Regions from separate parts of the Macaca mulatta genome. Here region 1 is linked to region 2. A link is a contact called in public Hi-C data. All regions are on one chromosome and are shown on one strand. Each heading gives the region's core, a stretch centred on a gene start, on an enhancer-like site or on the middle of the called end of the contact. The rest is flanking DNA. Distances are from core to core; before and after follow the strand shown.

Region 1 (4,448 bases), core at 677-3,176, 190 kb before region 2:
CCAATAAAACAATACATTCTTGAACTAACCACATGAGGGACTTTCTGACACAGCAACAGGAACATATTCCAAAGTCAGATTCCCTGTGTCTATGTAACTGCCTTCCCCCGGTTGCTCCTTCAGACCTTAAAAGGAATTAGGATGCCTCAAATATGATTAACCTAAAGTGTTTCATTTTAAAATCAGCAAAAATTATGATAGGTAATATCTACTTCACAAGGTTATCGCAAAAATTAAACAGCTTCAGTAGTGAGCTTAGCCTAATACAATTTCTATAAATATTTCATGGGAAATTTCATGCTTTCAGTGCATCAGAAAAGGTCTAATAAATTTGGTTCTTTGATTAAACACAAAGATTCGACTGTCCAAGTCAAAATCACATCATTGTCGGAAAAGGTAGTCACTACCACATAATAGCAGCAATGGTTACTATCAGCTAAGAGATTTATCTATAATCAATTATAAAACTAAATCTACAAGTTATGTAAAATTATCCCCACTTAGAGCTGAGAAAACAACCTCGGAGAGACTGCATAACCTGCCCAAGATCCCGCAGGAAGTATGTGGCGAGTGATCTCAAGGCCCAGGCCCTTTGACACCAATGCTACTACTTTCCCAAAGCCCCTTGCTGCCTCCTGAATTTCAAGAGCTACTGTAAAGATGGGAGTACACATCACTGAATACAGAGTTGAGAGAGCTAGCCATTCTATCAGAGAAACATTTTCGAAGTGGCAGTACTGTTAATATAAAAAGCAGAAGCCCACCAATCAAATAAACACCAATTCCCAGGGTGCTGTTGGCTATCTAATCCTATCACTAAACTTAGGGGCACAGTGTGGGTAAGAGAATAAAGATATGAGTACAACATACTATAGAATCAAACTGCTAATGAGAACCTGTGTCATGATTCTGGAAATGTACTCATTTCAGTGCTCAGACAAGCAAGAGCTCATAAATCTTACATGATAACAATGTCTCATTTGGGGCACACAAAAATCAAAGCCTACTGGAAAAGATTAGGAAAGGATTATTTAACTTGGATACTTTTTAAAATTAAACTTTTAACTCTTATTTAAAGACATTTTAATACTGTAACATTAGTGTTAAGTAATAACTTTTTTATGTTTCACATTTCAATACAGAAAAAATAGATTAAAGATACATACAGGTTAAAGGGGGGATCCAAGAATATAGGATTAAGGTGGGAAAAATGACAGAGTCATGGAGGAACTGATTCTTTATTGATCTTCACAGGAGGATGGGGAGTAGGAGAGCCAAAGAAGAATCTACAGGAGTTGGTGCCCAAATGTGGTAAGTGAGGAAAAACGGTAGTCTAAACTGGCTCAAGGTGGGCTAGAGTGACTGGAAAAGTGAGGAGCCATATTAAGTGGAATGAGAAGGCATTTTCTACATAGTGAAATCTGTGGTGACCATTCAGACTTGAGCTGCTCTCTTCAGGGTGGAAAGATGGGGGAAGAGGAACGTTTAGCAACACAGGAGGTAGACGGTCAAAAAAGCAACTACACGCCTTAAGAAAAAAGTTGGAACAATGATTCCTACAGTCTTTAGGTCACTAAAGACCTATAATGTTCTCTCACTGCTTAAATTCAAGCAACACACACACGTTTTAAAAATTAATGATTCCTATTACATATGTGAATAAACCTGAACTTTTTTTTTGTTTTAGTGAACATAATTTACACTGGCAAAATTTACACTACCAATCCTCCGTATCAGTTGAGTACAGAGGTGGGTGGGTGAGCTCAAAGGTCTTTAGCCCTGTAGTTAAAAGCCTGAAGAAGTCTTCTGATCACCGCTGATAGTAATACATCTCAATATTAATACAGACAAGTGACTACCTGTAACACAGGTCTTCGAAACATGGCTTCTATTTTCTTTCCTTACAGTCTAATCTTTAGGCTCTTCCTAAAGGAAAAAAACAAAATGAGAAACATTACTTCTTATGGCAAAAGCACAACTCACCAGTCCTAAATTCCTAACTGCATTCATAATTCTTATGCACTCCAATTTTGTGACCACAACGTACCAACATTCCTGCACACCTGATGAGGATTCCTTCCTCCCTCCCAAATAAACTCACACCTGTGTCATTTAGGTCCCAAACAACTTCCTCTTCCTCCAACCCAGACAAAATTTTGATTGTGAGTTAATCCCACTTCCAATCCACTTCTTCTCAAATCTGATTACAATGCAAGCTCCCCTAGGGCACAGATTTTTATCTGCTTTATTCACTGCCATTTTCTAAACTTCTAAAAAAGTTTAGGCATAGTAAAGGCTCAAAAACTATTAGCGTCACCAAGGGACTTATATCTGAAACCTGTTGCTGAAAAATTACTGCCTTCATCTCCGTTAGCAAAGACCAAGCAGCGTAGAGATCCCCGGGCTAGCCAGCCACACCGTGGGGAGAGGTGGGCACCCTTTACCGGAGGTGGCGCCACCACCTGAAAACCGAGGAGAACTGGGAAGAAATCACGCAGTCCTCGGCACGACTGAGGAAAGGGCCAGACACCTACAGAAACACCTTCCGACCCACGCAGGATCACGCGCAGCCAAAACACAGGACTCCACCACTTGCTTAGCGCTTGCTATCCCTCCCTCACCCGACGCTCTAACCCGAGCAGCCGAGCCAACCAGGGGATCACTTCCGGGGCACAGGGAACGCAAAGCTCGCGAGAGGAAAAAGGAAGCAGAAACTCCACAACGTGCGCCTTGGAAATACTGCCGGCGAGCGCCGTGGGAAACGCCGCCCCTTAACTCTGAAGTTCCGCGAGTTTCTCTTTGGTCGCGGGAGGATGATCAACGCCGCCAAGTGGTGAGTTTGGAAGGTTTCAAGGTTCAAATTAAATGAAATTCTGTGATGAGGTTTCTAACTGTGCCCGGGAGGGGGCGAGGTAGGCAAAACAGAGACTAGCTCTGCCTGTGGGGGGAGAAAGGAAAACGATTTGTGACCAGCCTAGGCGACATAGTGAGACCCTGTCTCTACAAAAAGTATAAAATTAGCTGGGCGTGGTGGCGCGCGCCTGGGGTCCAAGCTACTCGGGAGGCTGGGGTCGGGGGATCACCAGAGCCCTGGAGGTCGTGGCTGCATTGAGCGGTGAACGCACCGCCGCACTGCAGCCTGGGCAACAGAGCGAGACTTTGTCTCAAAAAAAAAAAAAAAAGAAGAAGAAGAAAATTAAAGAAAAAAAAGAAAAAGAAAACGTTCCAGGCCTGTTAAAGCACTAAGAAAAGCAGAAAAAGAAAGGGGAGCCGGGGAAGGGCTGACAGGCCGTCAAATTTAAGGGAGCACCAGAAAAACTGGCAATCAAATAATATCTTAATGTAATATTTTAAAAGGTAAAAATTAATGCAAGAAATCCGGGAGGAACAAAATAAGAGTCGTGTGTAGCTTAACAACAGGGAATGTTCTGAGGAATGCGTCATTAGGCGATTTCGTTGCTGTGCGGACACCATAGAATGTACTTTCACGACCTAAATGGTAGAGCCTGCGACACACCTCAGCTGTGTCACTGGTGTGCCCTGTTGCTTCCAGGCTGCAAACCTGACAGCATGGGACTGTGCTGAATACCGCAGACCATTGTAATTCATGGTAAGTGTGTGTCTAAACATATGTAAACATGGAAAAGGTACAGTACAAATACAGTATAAAAGATAAAAATTGTATGGGGCGCTTACCATGAATGGAGCTTGGAGAATTAGAAGTTGCTGTGGGTGAGTGGGTGAGTGAGTGGTAACCCAACGCGAAGGTCTAGGACATTATTGTACCCCACTAAACACTTCATAAACACTATACACTTAGGCTACACTCTGTTTATAAAAAATATTTTTCTTCCTTCAATAAACTTTCACTTACTATAACTTTATAAATCTTTCAATATTTTTTACGTTTTAACTCTTTTGTAATAACAATTAGCTTACAACACACACTGTACCACTATACAAAAATATTTTTCTTATATCCTTATTCTGTAAGCTTTTTTCTACCTTTGGTTTTTTTAAAAAAAAAAAAAAACTTTTTTGCCTTTTTTAAAAAAAACGAAGACATAAACACACACATTAGCCTAGGCCTACACAGGGTCATTATGATCAGTCTCAGCCTTCCACCTCCACCTCTTGTCCCACTGGAAGGTCTTCAGAAGCAGTGACACACAGTCATCTCCTATAACAATGCCTTCTTCTGGAATCCCTCCTGAAGGACCTGCTTGAGGCTGTTTTACAGTTAACTTTTTAAAAATAAGTTAATAATATAATAAAAAGTATAGTAAACACATAAACCAGCGACATAGTCATTATTAATATGAAGTAACACATGAGTAATACATTGCATTCTGATGTTTTATTTAGGTACGATGTCACTAGACAATAGAAATTTTTCAACTCCATTGTAATGTTATGGGACCACCTTTGTAGATGCACTGTTGTATATG
Region 2 (4,992 bases), core at 1,740-4,239:
AAGAAATTTTTTATGACTATCTGTTAGTGAGGTATATAGACCAAGAAAAAGAAACTGTTTCCACTTAAAAGTCCAGTTCTTTTATGACTCCCTTTAAATTCCATTGGTTAAAATTCCTCTCAAGGCGGCCGGGCGCGGTGGCTCAAGCCTGTAATCCCAGCACTTTGGGAGACCGAGACGGGCGGATCACGAGGTCAGGAGATCGAGACCATCCTGGCTAACACGGTGAAACCCCGTCTCTACTAAAAAAAAATACAAAAAACTAGCCGGGCGAGGTGGCGGGCGCCTGTAGTCCCAGCTACTCGGGAGGCTGAGGCAGGAGAATGGCGTGAACCCAGGAGGCGGAGCTTGCAGTGAGCCGAGATCCGGCCACTGCACTCCAGCCTGGGCGACAGAGCGAGACTCCGTCTCAAAAAAAAAAAACAAAAAAACAAAATTCCTCTCAAGGGAAGAAACATCCTTATCGAAAGCAGCAGTGAAGCCAATGCCAGGGAGACCATCTTCCTGTGAATCCCATACAACGTCAGGCTGACACATGATTCCAAACCCCCAACTAATTATTGAACTCCTCTCCATCTGACCCTAAATCACTCCTTCATTCAAGAGCCCTTTAATAAACACCTATGTGGTAGGCTCTGTGCTGAGTGTGAGGGCAGAGAAGAACCGGTCTCATTCGTTCTCAAGTAATCACAACTGTCAAACCCACAATGCTAACACAATTATACAATTATGATTGCAGTACAGTGAGATAAATGAGTCAGCACAAGGCTTTGTGAGAGTCTGCCAAGAATGAACCTAACCTGGTCTAGGGCTGAGGCGGTGACGCACAGTCAATGAAGTCTTCCCTGAGCCCTGAAGAATGAGGAGGAGTCACTAAAGTAACGAAGGAGCTTTGTGGATGCTATTGTCTGAATGCTGTGTTCCCCAAAAATGCTGATATAGAAGCCCTATCCCCAGTGAGATGGTATTAGGAGATAGAGCCTTCGGGAGATAATTGGGTCATGAGAGTGGCTCCCATGAAAGGGATTAGTGTCCTTATAAGACTAGACTCAGCAAGAAGAGATATCTACAAACCAAGGAAGAGGGCTATCACCAAGCACTCAACCATACTGGCCCTGACTTTGGACTTCCAGCCTCCAGAACTGTAAGAATTAAATTTCTGTTGTTTAAGCCACCCAGTTTTTGGTTTTTTTTTTTTTTTTTTTTTTACAGTAGCCCAAACTGAGAGTGTACAAAGGCATAAATGACAGTAAAGTGTGTTGAGAGAAAAATACGTAGGTAGTGAGGGGAGAACTAGGTTCATGGCTGAGACCCCTATAACAAGAGAGAGATTAACAAGAGAAAAACATACATATTTATTTAAGGTAAGTTTTAGGCGACACAGGAACCTTCCTAAGAAAATGAATACCCAGAAACGGGTAAATTCATGTATTTTTATGCTAGGTTTGATGCAGAGTGGACGGCCGTGGAGAAGTATGACTGGAAAAAGGGGGTATGATCTCACGGTAATACGCTAGGGAGAACTTAGCAAGGCCTGTTTGTTCAGATTCTTCTCTGTGTACCTGTGTCTTCAAAGATAAGGGCATTCCTTTCCTCGATCCTATACTCATAGGATGAGCACCTCTCACAGGAGGGTCTCATACAGAAGAAGGTCAAAGACTTATTTCCTGGCCTGCTTCAGGGGAGAAGAGTGGAAAAGCCACAAAGTGACTTTCCTGCTTCAGTTGTTTCCTCTAATGCCAACGAGTCATATTTTGGGGCAGTGTGTCCCGTACCCCATCAACAGCAGAGTAAAAATTGGAGTGTCTAGAACAGGGGTTCTCAACCTTTAGTGCAGGACTTGTTAAAAACACAGAATCCTGGAAACTGCCCCCTCCCCAAAGAGTCTCATTTGTTTTGGAATTAAGCTGTCATCTTCACTTTTAACAAGTACTCCCATGTTGGTTGTAATGGAGGTCACCACTATACCAGACTTTGAGAAACAGTGGTTTAGAGATAAAGGATTGAGGACCACGGGGGGTTTAGAAAAGACCACCTTGAACCCACACTAAGGACTTTGGCTATTATTTTGAAGACAATGAAAAACCTTTAATGAGCTTTAAGCAGGTGGGTGATATAATCATATTTGAACTGTTAAAAGACCACTTTGTAGCAGAATGAAAAATGAACTGGAAGAAGCTAAAATTAAAGCTAAAGAGAACCATTAGGAAGTTATTGCCATAATCTCTAGGCACCTAAAAGAACAAACCAAGATAAAGGATGGATTTGGAAAGCTTTAGAAAGTAGAAATTGGCAGCACTTGGTGGTTCATTGACTGTAGGAAGTGAGAGAGGAGGAACCAAGCCAGGTTTTTGTGCTTGGGTGACTGATTGAATAGTGATTCCAATCATTTAGATTTGAGTGGTAGGTTTGTGGAGAAGAGTAGTGCGGTTTAAGAGACACTGAATTTGACATGCCTGTGGAGCATCCAGGTGGAAATGTTTTTCTCACTAGACAGTGAACCCCTCGTGGGCAAGTTCTGTCTATCCATCTGCAGCACCAGAACCTAGTAAAGCGCCAGAATGAATGAACCAACCATCCCATCAATGGATGGGATACTATTGACCCCATTTTGCAAAGGACTATACTGAAGTCCAAGGGGTGGAGTGAGGGAGGGTTCACAAGTTAGCAACAGCTCTGGGACTCGAACCCAGGGCAGCTGACTCCCGCAGTGACCACGAGATCCGCGCGAGGCCCTCCCCCGCCGCGCCGGCCAGGCCCGCACCCCCTACCCTCAAGCCGCGCAGCCGCCTGCACCCACAACGCCTGATGCTCGGGTACCCGAGGCTCTCGGCCCAGCGAGACTCCAGAGGCTCCGCCCAGCGCCCCGGGCCCCCATCCCGACTACCACCCCGCTCGCGCGCCCGTTCCCAGCGCCCCGCACTCCGCTCCCCGCCCGGACGCCGCTGCACTCACCACGGCTGGTCCAGCTCGCGGCTCTGCCTTTCCTGTGTGCTCCCACCAGATTCCCCGGCTCGTTCAAGGGAAACCGCTGCCGCTGCCCTCGGGTTCCGCCGCGGGTCTGCGAGCGCGCGCGGGCCGGGGGCGGGAACCGGCTTGGATGCCCAGGGACGGTGTGGGTGGCAGGGCCTGCCGCCCTGAGGCTGCCTTTCCCCGCGTTCCCTCGTTGATTGGCTCATTCTTCCTTTCATCCATCCATCCTTTGCAAATATTATTATATTTGATGGGAAGTCTGCCAAGGTAACACTGCTTTAGCGCCTGGAACTAAGTCGGAAAATAAATTAACTAAATGAACAAGGCCGTTGGAGATGGTGCTCCGTGCCATGAAGAAAATGAAACGGGTGACGGAAGGCAGCGCGGGTTGGGGGAGAACTGCGTGAAATTAGGCGGCCTGTGCTAGGCCTTCTGAGTACGGGGCCATTGGTCTGAGACCTGAATGTCAAGAAGGAGCAGCTGAAGCAAAGATCCAGGGGAGAGAGCCTGGAGAGGGAAGGGCCTGTGCAGAAGCTCAGAAACCTGGGGCAGTCTGGCGAGTTGCAGGCCGGTGCGGGTGAGGCAGAGAGAGCTAAGGAGAAAGGCCAAGCCAAGCGAGGAAGCTGGAGAGGTGGAGACAGGCCACCGCGGCCAGGAGTTTGGACATGACGTTAAACAGGGCGAGAAGGCATTGAGGGGGTGCAGTCAGGGACTGGTGGGACTGGTTTCCATTTTACACATCTCTCTGGCCACAGGTGCTTGATTGGATTCTAAAGAACAAGAGAGTAACGGAGAAGCTAGGCCAATGCCAACCTCCAGACAGTTTACACTCTGTACTCGCCCCCCAGATTGGTGTGGGTGGGGACCAAGCCAGGTCCTTCTTCCTTCCAGCATTCAGTCAGCCAACTTTTTTTTAAGACAGGGTCTCACTCTCTCAGGCTCTAGTGCAGTGGCACAATCTCAGCTCACTGCAACCTCTGCTTCCCGGGTTCAAGCAATTCTCATGCCTCAGCCTCCCGAGTAATTGGGATTACAGATGTGTGCCAACAAGCCCAGCTAAATTTTTTTGCATTTTTAGTAGAGACGGGGGTTTCGCCATGTTGGCCAGGCTGGTCTCGAACTCCTGACCTCAAGTGATCCACCGACCTCGGCCTCCCAAAGTGCTAGGATTATACGCTTGAGCCACAGCACCCGGCCTGTCAACCAACATTTGAAAGTGTGCTAGGCCCTGCAACAGGCACTGGGGATATGCTCAGGTACAATGCCCTTCATGGTTCCTGCCCCATGGCGCTTGAGTCTGCGCATTTCCTACGTGTAGACTTACCTATGTCCCCCTAGTTGAATGCTTCAGAACAAAAAACAAAACAAAAAAAAGGCGGTGGGGGGAAACATTCAATGAAGTTATGGTGCAGTAAACCTATTCCTTATGCCAGGGTGCACCAGTCCTCACTGGGTCACACTATTTAGTAGCAAGAACTTTCTAGCCCTCTCTCCTGAGTCTCTACCTGTAAACTAGGGGACTGAGAACATTACCATTTTTAAAAACCCTTCTAGCTTTAAAATGTTGTCATAGAGTATGGAAGACCATTATTTTCAGTTCTTCTTTTCCAACTATCTAAAGCGTTTATGTGTGGAGATAAGCTGCTGAGCTGCTCACCTGCAGGCTAGAAAAATCTGAGACTTGATGCTGATGTTCCAAGGTTCAGACTCAGCATATGCTTTAGGGCTTCAGCATGAAAGTGGTTCCCCAAATAAGAAAAGGTCAGCTTTGATGAACTTTCCGTAATTGTCCAATCAGAACAATCTAGAAAGAATTTTTTTTTAACTTCACACATATGTATGCTTTTTGCTGGTGTTGTTTTGGGGCTGATTTTGTTTTGGATTATATGAATAGGGAGTTCTGTACTCATTTCCGTTCTTCAGGGCCCCTAAAGACCAGATCCATCATGGCTGGGACATCTGCATCACGTGTGAATGTGAGTATGACCACATGGAATGTGCTCATGCTTGTATGTTTGC

What was found. A called contact is a pair of places that touch in the nucleus more often than the background predicts.
Region 1: a Hi-C map of fetal cortex germinal zone shows a contact between it and region 2, with 4 times the contacts expected there. The contact joins the promoter of SSBP1 here to the promoter of AGK in region 2. A contact is called at or near these places in 2 of 14 Hi-C or Micro-C datasets (blood and fetal cortex germinal zone).

What each region holds. Positions count from the first base shown.
Region 1 is chr3:181,561,873-181,566,320 of T2T-MMU8v2.0, reverse strand. SSBP1 (single stranded DNA binding protein 1) reads right to left here and starts at 1,926. Exons shown (of 6, transcript NM_001266152.1): 1 at 1,860-1,926. The coding sequence starts at 1,883. It overlaps LOC144339993 (a long non-coding RNA gene), which reads left to right and starts at 2,877. Exons shown (of 3, transcript XR_013415656.1): 1 at 2,877-3,610.
Region 2 is chr3:181,372,324-181,377,315 of T2T-MMU8v2.0, reverse strand. It overlaps AGK (acylglycerol kinase), which reads right to left and starts at 2,989. Exons shown (of 16, transcript NM_001260561.1): 1 at 2,956-2,989. It overlaps LOC114677135 (a long non-coding RNA gene), which reads left to right and starts at 3,053. Exons shown (of 4, transcript XR_013415655.1): 1 at 3,053-3,240; 2 at 4,897-4,949.